2 separate regions of the Podarcis muralis genome follow, and region 1 is linked to region 2. A link is a contact called in public Hi-C data. All regions are on one chromosome and are shown on one strand. The core of a region is the stretch at or near the end of the contact, and the rest is flanking DNA. Distances in the headings are between cores, read along the strand shown.

Evidence for each region. Hi-C and Micro-C count contacts between places; a contact is called where the count stands out from the background.
Region 1: a contact with region 2 is called in a Hi-C map of tail, with 4 times the contacts expected there. The contact joins the promoter of C5H6orf89 here to the promoter of PIM1 in region 2. A contact is called at or near these places in 2 of 3 Hi-C or Micro-C datasets (blood and tail).

What each region holds. Positions count from the first base shown.
Region 1 is chr5:55,886,398-55,891,539 of rPodMur119.hap1.1, forward strand. It overlaps C5H6orf89 (chromosome 5 C6orf89 homolog), which reads right to left and starts at 1,591. Exons shown (of 8, transcript XM_028733995.2): 1 at 1,324-1,591. The coding sequence starts at 1,563. RAB44 (RAB44, member RAS oncogene family) reads right to left here. Exons shown (of 15, transcript XM_077928873.1): 15 at 3,399-5,142.
Region 2 is chr5:55,583,834-55,589,550 of rPodMur119.hap1.1, forward strand. It overlaps PIM1 (Pim-1 proto-oncogene, serine/threonine kinase), which reads right to left and starts at 4,268. Exons shown (of 6, transcript XM_028733992.2): 1 at 4,017-4,268; 2 at 3,666-3,772; 3 at 3,416-3,466; 4 at 2,902-3,268; 5 at 1,250-1,426; 6 at 1-668. The coding sequence starts at 4,098. The coding sequence ends at 511.

The sequences.
Region 1 (5,142 bases), core at 341-2,840, 300 kb after region 2:
TTCTTGCCCTCTGCAGCAAAGAAAGAAAAACTATAGATCATCTGTGGCTCCCTTGAGCCACCTAGATTTCAGTCACTAGATGTAGACACTGCTTTCTGTCGACTTCTTTAATGTACCACGTTCTAACCTCTACCGTTGTTAATTGAATAAGGAGCTGCATCAATGGAGAGGGATGGACAATATGACCTTCAGATTTGTTCTGGTCTCACATTTTTGTAGCCAAGGGATAATTCAGACTTAAAGAGATAACTCAGAAGTAAGAATACCCCATAATGGTTAGAACAGTTTTGTTTTAACAGCACACTTCTATGCATGTCTACTCAGAAGTAAGCCACGCTGTTTGGCTTCCCCCCAACAACACAGGATTGAAGCCTTAGAGACACTACTCGAGTCTGAATTGAAATGGGGCATTTACATTGCATGGCTGACTTTGCAAATCTATAATGCAGCCCTGTTTTACTTTATGTGCATATGCATGAAGAGGTAAAGCCTCATCACTTACTGTAAAAGTCTCATGAAACTGCCAACATTCACAAGACTCAGCATAAATGACACAGGAACTCATTCTAGCATTCATTCATTCACCTGTATGAAATCAACAACATACCTGAGATTCTAACCCTATACGCCTTCAGGGATTATGTAACACTGGTGAGATTGTAAACACCAGCTGCAAGAAATATGATCCTCGACATGCACAAATGACAAAAGCACAGGCCTATTTATGTCGAACACAAACTTCCAGATTTCTGCTAGGCAGTGGTTCTTCCCAGTTGCTAGTCCACAGACCCCAGGGAATCCGTGTAACCCACCCAGGGGGTCCTTGGCACCATTCATATAACAAAAACTACCCTGGAGTTATCAATATTTACAAAAGGAGGGGTTCTGTGACTTGGCTTTCGAAAAACAGGGGGTCCAAAATACTCAGCTAACTGGGAAACACCGTACATGTTAGAACCCACTTAAGGGAGCGCTGGACCACAATTTATGGAACTTACTGCTACCCCTTAAAACACCCCCCTTTTTTTCTCTCCCACTGACCGCCACTGACATTCCAAGCTGTGGGGCGCGAGGAAAGCACCGGCCACTGACAGGAGCATGGAGGCCTTTGGCCTCCCACACCCCGGTCTCCTCCGAAGGGGGCAGTCGGCCTGGGACAGTCCGCCCCGCCTTTGGGGCTGCCCTTCTCCCCTGTCATGCCCAGGCTCCCGACGAGACCCCCATCCCCACCCGCACCAAGCGGCCAAGAGACCCCACCCCCACCCGGAGGCTTCTCCCGCCTTCACTTGAAAGCGGCCCTCCCTCGCCCACGCGCCTCCTCACCCCATGAACCGCCGCCCGGGTGGCTCCCACCAGACTGGAGAGGCGGAGCGCAGCGAGCATGGGAGCGACGCTCCCCGTGCAGGCGAGGAGGAGGGCTGGGCCTGGCGCTTCCTGCTTCCGGGCTGCGGAACGGGAGCGAGGCCGCAGATTCCCCGCAGCACTTTCGCCTCGCCTGCACGGCCGCCCCACCTCCCCGGACAGGGGCTCTAGCTCGCCGCGGTTCAAGAAGCCACCGCCCATGGCCGCCAGTTGGTGGTCAGCGGCCCTCCGGCTGTGCGGTGCAGCCCCGTCACGTGGAAGGCCGCACCCTGGCGGTCAGCGGGGCTTGCGCCCCGAGGAAGCGGACTCTGCTGAGTCAAAACCCGCCGAGCCCGTTTTGCTCCACACTAACTGGCAGCGGGATGCTGGCTGGCATCCTCTGTCTAGGGCAGTGGTTCCCAACCTTTTTTTGGCCGTGCCCTTTCTAAGCATCTCTAAAATCCTTATCCCCACCCCCTCCTCTGACATATACCGTAATTCTTATTATTCAAAAAGTGAACTCCTATTCACGTGGAGGAAGCCTAAAAGACCATTAGGGTCTAGGGTGTGAATGAAGGGGCTTCGTCACAGATGGATGTTGTTGTTTAGTCGTTTAGTCGTGTCCGACTCTTCGTGACCCCATGGACCAGAGCACACCAGGCACCTCTGTCCTCCACTACCTCCCGCAGTTTGGTCAAACTCATGCTGGTAACCTCGAAAACACTATCCAACCATCTCGTCCTCTGTCGCCCCCTTCTCCTTGTGCCCTCCATCTTTCCCAGCATCAGTGTCTTCTCCAGGGAGTCTTCTCTTCTCATGAGGTGGCCAAAGTACTGGAGCCTCAGCTTCACGATCTGTCCTTCCAGTGAGCACTCAGGGCTGATTTCCTTCAGAATGGATGCGTTTGATCTTCTTGCAGTCCATGGGACTCTCAAGAGTCTTCTCCAGCACCGTAATTCAAAAGCATCAATTCTTCGGCGATCAGCCTTCTTTATGGTCCAGCTCTCACTTCCATACATCACTACTGGGAAAACCATGGCTTTAACTATATGGACCTTTGTTGGCAAGGTGACGTCTCTACTTCTCAAGATGCTGTCTAGGCCTGTCATTGCCCTTCTCCCAAGAAGCAGGCGTCTTTTAATTTCGTGGCTGCTGTTGGATAGGTAGCTAGATATCTGGGAGGAAGTTACACTGAACTCTTGGGGGGGAGGTTACTTCTGGGCAGACACAAATCGGCTTGCACTACTTGTCTTCTTGAACAGTTGTAAGAATGTCGTCCAGGATGGCTTCTGTGAGACCAAACCTGATGCAAAATACTGTATGTGGAGGTTAAGTCCACTGAATTCAGTGGGGCTTACTTCCAAGTAGTAAGAGCCATGGAACTGCAGTCTTCATTGCCAGCCCTGGACTCATAGTGTAGCAGGGTTGGTAGATGGCATTTTCAAACAGGTTCCCTGGCGATTTCCTCAACGTTCATTCAGTCATTTCAGGAAAGTAGGCTATAGCTAAGAACCACCATCCTCATTCCCTTCATTAGGTGCTTGAGTGCAATGTCTATTTGCAAGGAAAACTGGGGCACCCAAAAAGAAGGTAGTGATTTCTATATACTCCTAGGAATCCCTAAGTAAGCAGAAACATATATGTTTGCAAAAATAAAATAAAAACCCAAGTACCTGTGGTTTCAAGTACTTCTTCACACAGTGCATAGTCAAACTATGGAACTTGCTCCCCCAGGAGACAGGGATGGCCACTAACCTGGATCGCTTTAAAAGACAATTAGATAAATTCATGGCCATGATGGCTATGCTCTGCTTTCATGGTCGGAAGGCAGCAATGCTTCCAAATACCAGTTGCTGGAAGCCACACGACAGATGAGTGCTCTTCTGCTCAAATTCTGCTTGCTAGTTTGCCACAGGCATCTAGTTGGTAACTGTGAGAACAGGATGCTGGACAAGATGGGCCACTGACTGTTCTTATGTTTCTGTGCTGTACAGAATCTTGAGATTTCCATGGGGCTTGTGGCATCTTAAAGACTAACACAATAGCATACACTTGCATATGTTACAGTCCATTTTATTGGAAGCTGAAATTGTTATCTTGACTTGCAGGTATGGGATGGGGTGGGAGGAATTATAAACAGTGAGGTCAAAGGGAAATGAAATGCAGTGGGGGGGGGAAGTACAGTGATAATAATTACACAATTAACCAGTTAAACCATCAAACAGTTGATAACACAGGAATTGTTAGGCCAGTAAAACAATATGATAAAGCTCCTCTGTTTTCTTTCAGTCCACAAGTGATAGCATGTTTCACACTGCATACTCCATCTGAAGTTCCTATGCTCTAGTTGAAGTGGAAAAAAGTTTGGAAAAAGAAAAAGAGATTGAGTTGGCAGGGAGGGGATGAAGAGTTTAGTGGCCTGTTCAAGCCTCTAACAAGGATTGCCAATGTGGTGCCCTCCAGATATTGTTGTACTAACTCACATTATCCTTGATTGTTAAATAGGCTGATGGGAGCTTGAGTCTAACAACATCTGGAGGGCACCATGTTTGCTACCCCTGCCCTAACATCTTTATCCTGGCCTTAGGGTTGGAGGGTGCATTCCAGGAGACTTTTAAAAAAAAATCCATCCCAGGGATTTTTCCAACGGAGGGTCCAAGGCTGCCCCCTCACATTTCTTTTAATTACTTTATTATTCATTTCCCTTTGTATTCATTTGAGGGCCAGATTTCTGCAGAATTTTCACTTCCCAGTTGGGAATCTATGATGACCACAAAAATAGCACCCTTGTCATCAAAAAATATTTTAGAGCCACAAAGCTGAATATTTTTTAAGCTGATGTTTCCTGTCAGATGGTATGATATTTTAATCTTTGAGCCTGCAAACGCAAGTCCAAAGCTGTAGCAGAGTCGAGAGACAAGTTATTATTATAAGCAAAACAATATTTAAAATGCAGCATACTCTGCACTATTTATGCTCCAATTATTGTCATTATCTCTGAACAGACACTGAACACAGCGTTTTGTTCTTGTTTACAGGCTGATTTATGATTAGCATGTGGGTTTTCTTCATACTTGTGGAATTTGCTTATAAACAGCTGTTTTCATTAGAAAACTAATTTCACCGTTGTTGATTTTTAAGTTGTTTACAGATTTCAAGAAATTCAAATTGGAAGAAATTCAGATTGACCCAACCTTGTTAATACAATCAATGGTGAATTTTAAATTGTGTTTGCTGCCATCTTACGGAGAAAATCAAGCAATTGTAAGACAGTCTCCTTCTGCTATATCCCTTTGGAAAAGGGTAGCTAGAAGCAAGAAAAGCGCCGCCTTCTGCGCATGACTGAAATAGCATTTACAAGAAACCTTTTTTGTCTATGTGTAGCACCCCATCTATACATGGATGTTGGAAAAACAAAGGGTGGTAGAAAGGAGCAGGGGATCTGACAACAACAATTTATTATTTGTACCCCGCCCATCTGGCTGGGTTTCCCCAGCCACTCTGGGCGGCTTCCAACAAAGATTAAAAATACATTAAAATGTCACACATTAAAAACTTCCCTGATGTCTTCTAAGTGTCAGATAGTTGTTTATATCTTTGACATCTGATGGGAGGGCGTTCCACAGGGCGGGCGCCACTACCGAGAAGGCCCTCTGCCTGGTTCCCTGTAGCTTTGCTTCTCGCAGTGAGGGAACTGCCAGAAGGCCCTCGGCACTGGACCTCAGCGTCCGGGCAGAACGACAGCGGTGTAGACGCTCCTTCAGGTATACTGGGCCCAGGCCGTTTAGGGCTTTAAAGGTC
Region 2 (5,717 bases), core at 3,018-5,517:
GGGTTTGCCAGTGGATCACCCACAGCCTCTTTTCAAGCAGTTCTTTTAGAAGGTGGAACAAACCAAAACCCAGGTAAATCTTGAGGCAGCAGCAAGGAAGGAACGCTCAAGTATTTTCTTTCCCCCAGCACAGCTCAGTTGCAACTGAAGGCACTCAGAACATGGTGACACAGTGAAGACAGGGGCCAGTCCAAATCGGTGTTTCCCCCAGATTCCCCCAATTGTGAGTCTGCTCTAGTTGTCTGCTCCACTTGTTTCATATTCTAGGATTCAGCAGGTTATGAACACGCATGGAGTTGCTCAAGTCATCTAGTGGCAAGGAGGTTTGCAAAGCGGGACCCAAAGAGTTTAAATCCACTCGACCAGGAGAGATGGTTTTTTCAGGCTTGGAAATGTCTCCAGGCAGCCTGTGTCTGCAATGAGATGATGGTATTCCTGTAAAAATCCCCACTCAGCCAGAATCAGTAGGGCAGAATTCTGTTTTGCACCCCAAAAGGATGAGACACACTGCTATTTTCTAGACTCGTGCAGTAGACTGTGCAGGTGGATCTCAGCTGTTTCCTGAGACAGGAGAACTTCTTGCATCCAAGAATGGTTCAGAATGTCTTCAAAGGATGGCCGGTCAGAAGGCCTCAGAGCTAAACACCACTTAATAAGATGCTGGCACTCTGCAAAAAGAAAGGACAAAGTTGGAATAGGTGCATTGCTGAAGAGAATCTACAAAACAGGACACTGATGATGCAACAAAATCTCAACCTGTTTATAAAACAAGACTGTTTTACATGGCTGAAACAATGGTTAACTAATGTTTGCCTGAAGAAGTTTGTCTGAAGAAGTGTGCATGCACACGAAAGCTCATACCAAGAACTAACTTAGTTGGTCTTTAAGTTGCTACTGGAAGGAATTTTTTTTGTAATGTTTGCTTTGCTATTAATACCAGGGTGTGTTGGCTTCAAGTTTGACATCAAGGGAATGATTCAAAATCTGACTGGAAGCCCAATAACAGTGTTTTAGGAACACTTGCTTGAGCAATCTAGATGGTAACACACCACTTAATTTCAAATTCTAGGTTTCCCCCCCTCAGCAGCTGAAGTGCTACTTGCATGCTTTAGCATATAGCAGTAACATCTAATATAAAAGATGTTGGGGATCATCAGAAATACTTCCAAGTACTGCCTCTCAAAGCAGAGAGTGGACGAGCCCTGTCCGCTAAGTTATCCAATATCTCATAAGAGCAGCAGACACTTACCAGGAGAAATCCTTTGCCGAAAATAAACTTGACCTCTTACGATCTCCTCATCATGTTCAAAGGGGATATCACCACAGACCATGTCATAGAGCAGTACTCCAAGCGACCAGACGGCAGCAGATCTACCATGGTACCTGTGGTAGCGAATCCATTCTGGAGGACTATATACACGAGTCCCTAGAGAAAGAAGAGGAAGGTCTCATCATGAGGTTTAAAATTCCTACAAATCACCTCAGTGCTGATTTTTTTCAGCGCTTGGACGCACTGATCAAAGGACCAGGAACATCAAGTGAACTAGTTTTCAGCTATGACAATGCAGTTAGTAAAAACCAGGCATGGACTTCTGAAGACAAGCTGCTTAAGATGTTGACAAAGATTGAATGTACAGTATGATGGGGTGGCTTTATCTTTTAGTTCTGCATGTGGTGATGCTGAGATGCAGCTTACTTGCACCACTGCAGTAGCTCTTGGCACCCTTTGTTGTGGTATCTGATCTCTCTCCCCCACCCACCTCCTTGCTGGCAGGAAGCAAGGATACTGAGGTCAGAGCTGCTAGTCTGGTTTCCAGCCACGTGACTCTTGTTTACAAACTTTGGGTTGTAAAAAAAATCCGCATGAGCCACCAGGGGGCACCAGAAGCTTGAGTATTTGTGCAAGAAAGAGGGCAACGGAGGGAGGAGCAAACCCACCCCTGGTCATTAACCGTTAAATTAAAAACAAAACAAAAAAATGCAAGGCAGCTCATGCCACTCAGGAACCCAGAGGCAAAAAACACACAAACAAACCAAACTGAAAGCCAGCCGTGATTTTTTGAAAGTCAACAGCTCATGAAAAGAGTCGTTAGCAACGGCTAGAAGCTTGGTTTGTTTTCTGGAAACAATTAATGTCTGTGAACAGCTCGCATTTCTATTCAAATCTTCAATACTTGAATCCCTTTTCCCCCACACATGCACATTTTGTTAAGCAAATTATTGATTTGTGCTTCTTAGCAGGGAAGGTAAAGTGAGATGAATGTAAACAGATCTCTTCCAGATTAGATTTCACAACATTCATGCCATGACGGAAAAGCAACTTTCCATTTAAAATGATTAATTTAGTGAGGTGGCAGAGGCAGCAGATCTTAGCAACTACCTCCTCCGCTTTTTTGTACTCTGCTCTTTGTAGGGACAAACTACAAAACCCTTTCAGTCATCTATCAGTTTTAGAAAGATAGAAATCCACGTACTTTAAGATTTTCCCTTTACAGATTTTGATTAGCATTCAAGGTTTTGAACAGTATGCCTGCAAACATGTTTACATTCAGCCTTGCACTTCTGCACTCCCTCACAAGTGAATTAGTAGCCACTCAGATTTACAACATATTTACTGCCTGGTTCCTTCACTTTCTATTTTCACACCACAAATAAGACAGTAGGTTCAGGCTCATAAAGAAAACCATTAGCAAAGTCTAGCAGTTGATTGGAGTTAAATCGCCTATCAACAGAAACTGTGTAGGCAATCAGGATAAAATGTATTTCATAAGAAGAACAAGTCCTACAGCTCAGAGGAAGAACATGTTCCATTGCTGCAAAGCACTCAAACCCCGGGAACACAGTGTTTCAAAGAGGAAATTCCCTGGCTCGAAGCAGTGAATGGAAATTGACAAGACTCACCATCAAAGTCAGTGTACACTGTGTCCTTGAGCAGCGCTCCAGATCCAAAGTCTATAAGTTTGAGCTCTCCACTGCTCAGGTCAATCAGGATATTCTCGTCCTTGATATCCCGGTGCAGAACCCCACAGCTGTGACAATGTCGAACCGCCTCCAAAACCTGACGGAAAAAGCTGCGAGCCAAGTCTTCGGGCAGAGCACCCCGCTCCGTGATGAAATCAAAGAGATCCTGCACGGGATCAGGCCGTTCCAAAACCAAAATAAAACTGTCTGGCCTCTCAAACCAATCCAGGAGCCGGATTACGCCCCGAAAGCCAGAGCCAACCTTCTTCAAGAGCAAGATCTCCATCGGTACCCTCGTTCCACCAGGCTGCAATGTGATGGGGGGGGGGGGCGAGAGAGAGAAAACAGGATTCATGAATAGGAGAATCAATCGACCTGCATTGTGGCAGATCACTGAAAGCTGAAAGAGATTCTCTCGAGCAACACGGAGGCATTCCTCCGATCAAACACTTACCAATTCCCCCCATTCCGAAACCCGGTCGCGGGACACATGCTTGATCGCCACCTACGAAGATTAAAGGGGGAAAATGGAGTGAGCGAACAGGACCGGTAGAAAAAAATGCCATGGGTGGCGGGGAGGGAGGGGGGACTGGAATGAATGGAAGGGGTATTTTTTGGGGAGAAAATTGGAGTGAGGGGAAAACGTAGAGGGAGAGCGATGGGGAGCAAATGGGAGCACAATCCACCCGCGGCCAAGCACTCACCGGAGCTCCATCCGCCAGCCGGGTCCCCGAGTAGACCGAGCCGAAGCCGCCACTACCGAGCAGCGGGCCCACCTGGTACAACTTCTCCAGGGGTTCCTTTTCTTTTCCTGCGAAGGGAGAGAAAACGAGGGATGGGGAGAGAGGGGGGAGGTCAGTCCATTGCGCCTCCTCAGCAACGCTGCTCTCTCTCCCGCCCGATCTCTCCGCATCAGCCGCTCCCCAAACAAAACAAACCCCTGGCCGCCACCCCAGCCCCGCCTTCGCCTCACGACCCCGACCGACCGTGAGGGGCGCCTGCAGGCCGCCCGACCCCCCCCCCCATCCATCCTCTGCCCCTCCGGTGTGGCTGACCTGGCAGGGGCTTGACCGGGTGCAGGTCCCCTCCGGGCGCGGAGCACAGGTGGGCCAGGGAGTTGATCTTGGAGAGCAACATTCCCGCCCCGTCCGCGTGTTCCAAGCAGGCCGGGACCGGCGGCGTCTCTGAGGCAGCTGCTGCTGCTGCTGCTGCTGCTGCTGGGTTGGCGTCTCCGAGGCACGGGCGGGAGCTGCGGGCGGGGTCGTGCCGGGCCAGCCTGCTCCCTCCCGTGTGGCGCGACGGCCCCGGCCTCAGCCGCCTGTAGTAAAGTGGGAGGGAGCAGCGCTGGGGCGGAGCCGGGGAGAGCCGGCGGGCAGGTCTCCAACAGCGGCGAAGCTCCGCCCACCGGCGCCGAGCCGGCCAATCGGCGCCGCAGCCGCCAGCCCGCGCCTCGGCTCTCCGTCAGAATGGAAAGAGACTCGACGTGGCGGGAAGGAAAAGGCGCCAAAGAGAGGGGGGGAAGGAGGAGGGGGCGGCAGAGGGGGGCGCGGAGGGGAGCGAGGCTTGCTCGGGACCTGTGGCGGGAAAAAGGGAGAAGACAATGAGCGAGACAGGCTCCCCGGGGGCTGCTCCGCTCTGGCAAAGGGCAGTCCTCCTCTCTTAGTCACTCGCTGCTCGCCACAGATATAATATGCCCTCCATCTCCCATGCGTTGGGCTCTTTCAAGGAAATAATTCCCCATTGCCACCTGCGCCATTCATTCATTCATTAGCTGCATGCTAGGCAGAAATTCAGCAGGTGCTGATTTCCCTATCGTTGCAATATTTTCATTGGCAGCCTTTTAAATATCTGCCTGTCGTGCAGCCCGTTCCAGCACAGATGCCTCTTCACGGGGGCGGGAAGGATGGCGACTGCCAATCATGTTGCCATCGCCACAGTTTTTTCACGATTAAGTTGTTCAAAAATGCTGCGAAATAAATAAGTAGCGTGCTCAAGTGCAGGATTTCCCCCTCGCCCGCTGCTGAGGAGTGAATGGCAGCCATGTGATGGGCTTAGGGTGTGCATTTGGAGAGAGTGGCGTGGTGGCCAAACCAGCTCCTAGTTACTCCGAGGCCTGGGGAGGAATGAAAATTGTTCCATGTTCCGCATTGCTACACATGTACTTTTTGCCATCGAAATGAATGGAACAATGGTCCTGTATTTGCATAAGCCTTTCCCAGGTTCATTTCTTGGTTACACAAGAATGTAGCAGAGAGAAAAATTCCAGGACGAGACTGATAGATACATTATGAACAATAATTACAGGACTATTTGCAAGATAATTGGTCCAGCAATTAATTAAAAACAACAACAGCCAACAGAACATGGATACTGATGAGGCATGGGAGGTTTCGAGTTCAAATACCAGTGATCAAACCCTTCCAACATAAGTTATCAAATGCATATGCAGAATGGAGGGACCTTTGAAAAAGCTGAATGTGGGGTATTCAGGACAGACAAAAAGGAAGTACTATTATACACAGCTCATGATGGAATTTGCAAGGTATAGGGATGGCTGCAACTGGCTTTAAAGGCCATTGGACAAATTCATGGAGGACAGTGCTATCAGTGACTACTGACCATGTTGGCTGTATGTACTACTTGCCAGAGCAGAGGCACCATGACTCTGAATGTCAGTCATTGGGGAACATGAGGGTGCTTGTGGGCAGGACCTATAGGCATCTGGCTGGGCAGTGAGACCAGGATGCTGGACTAGA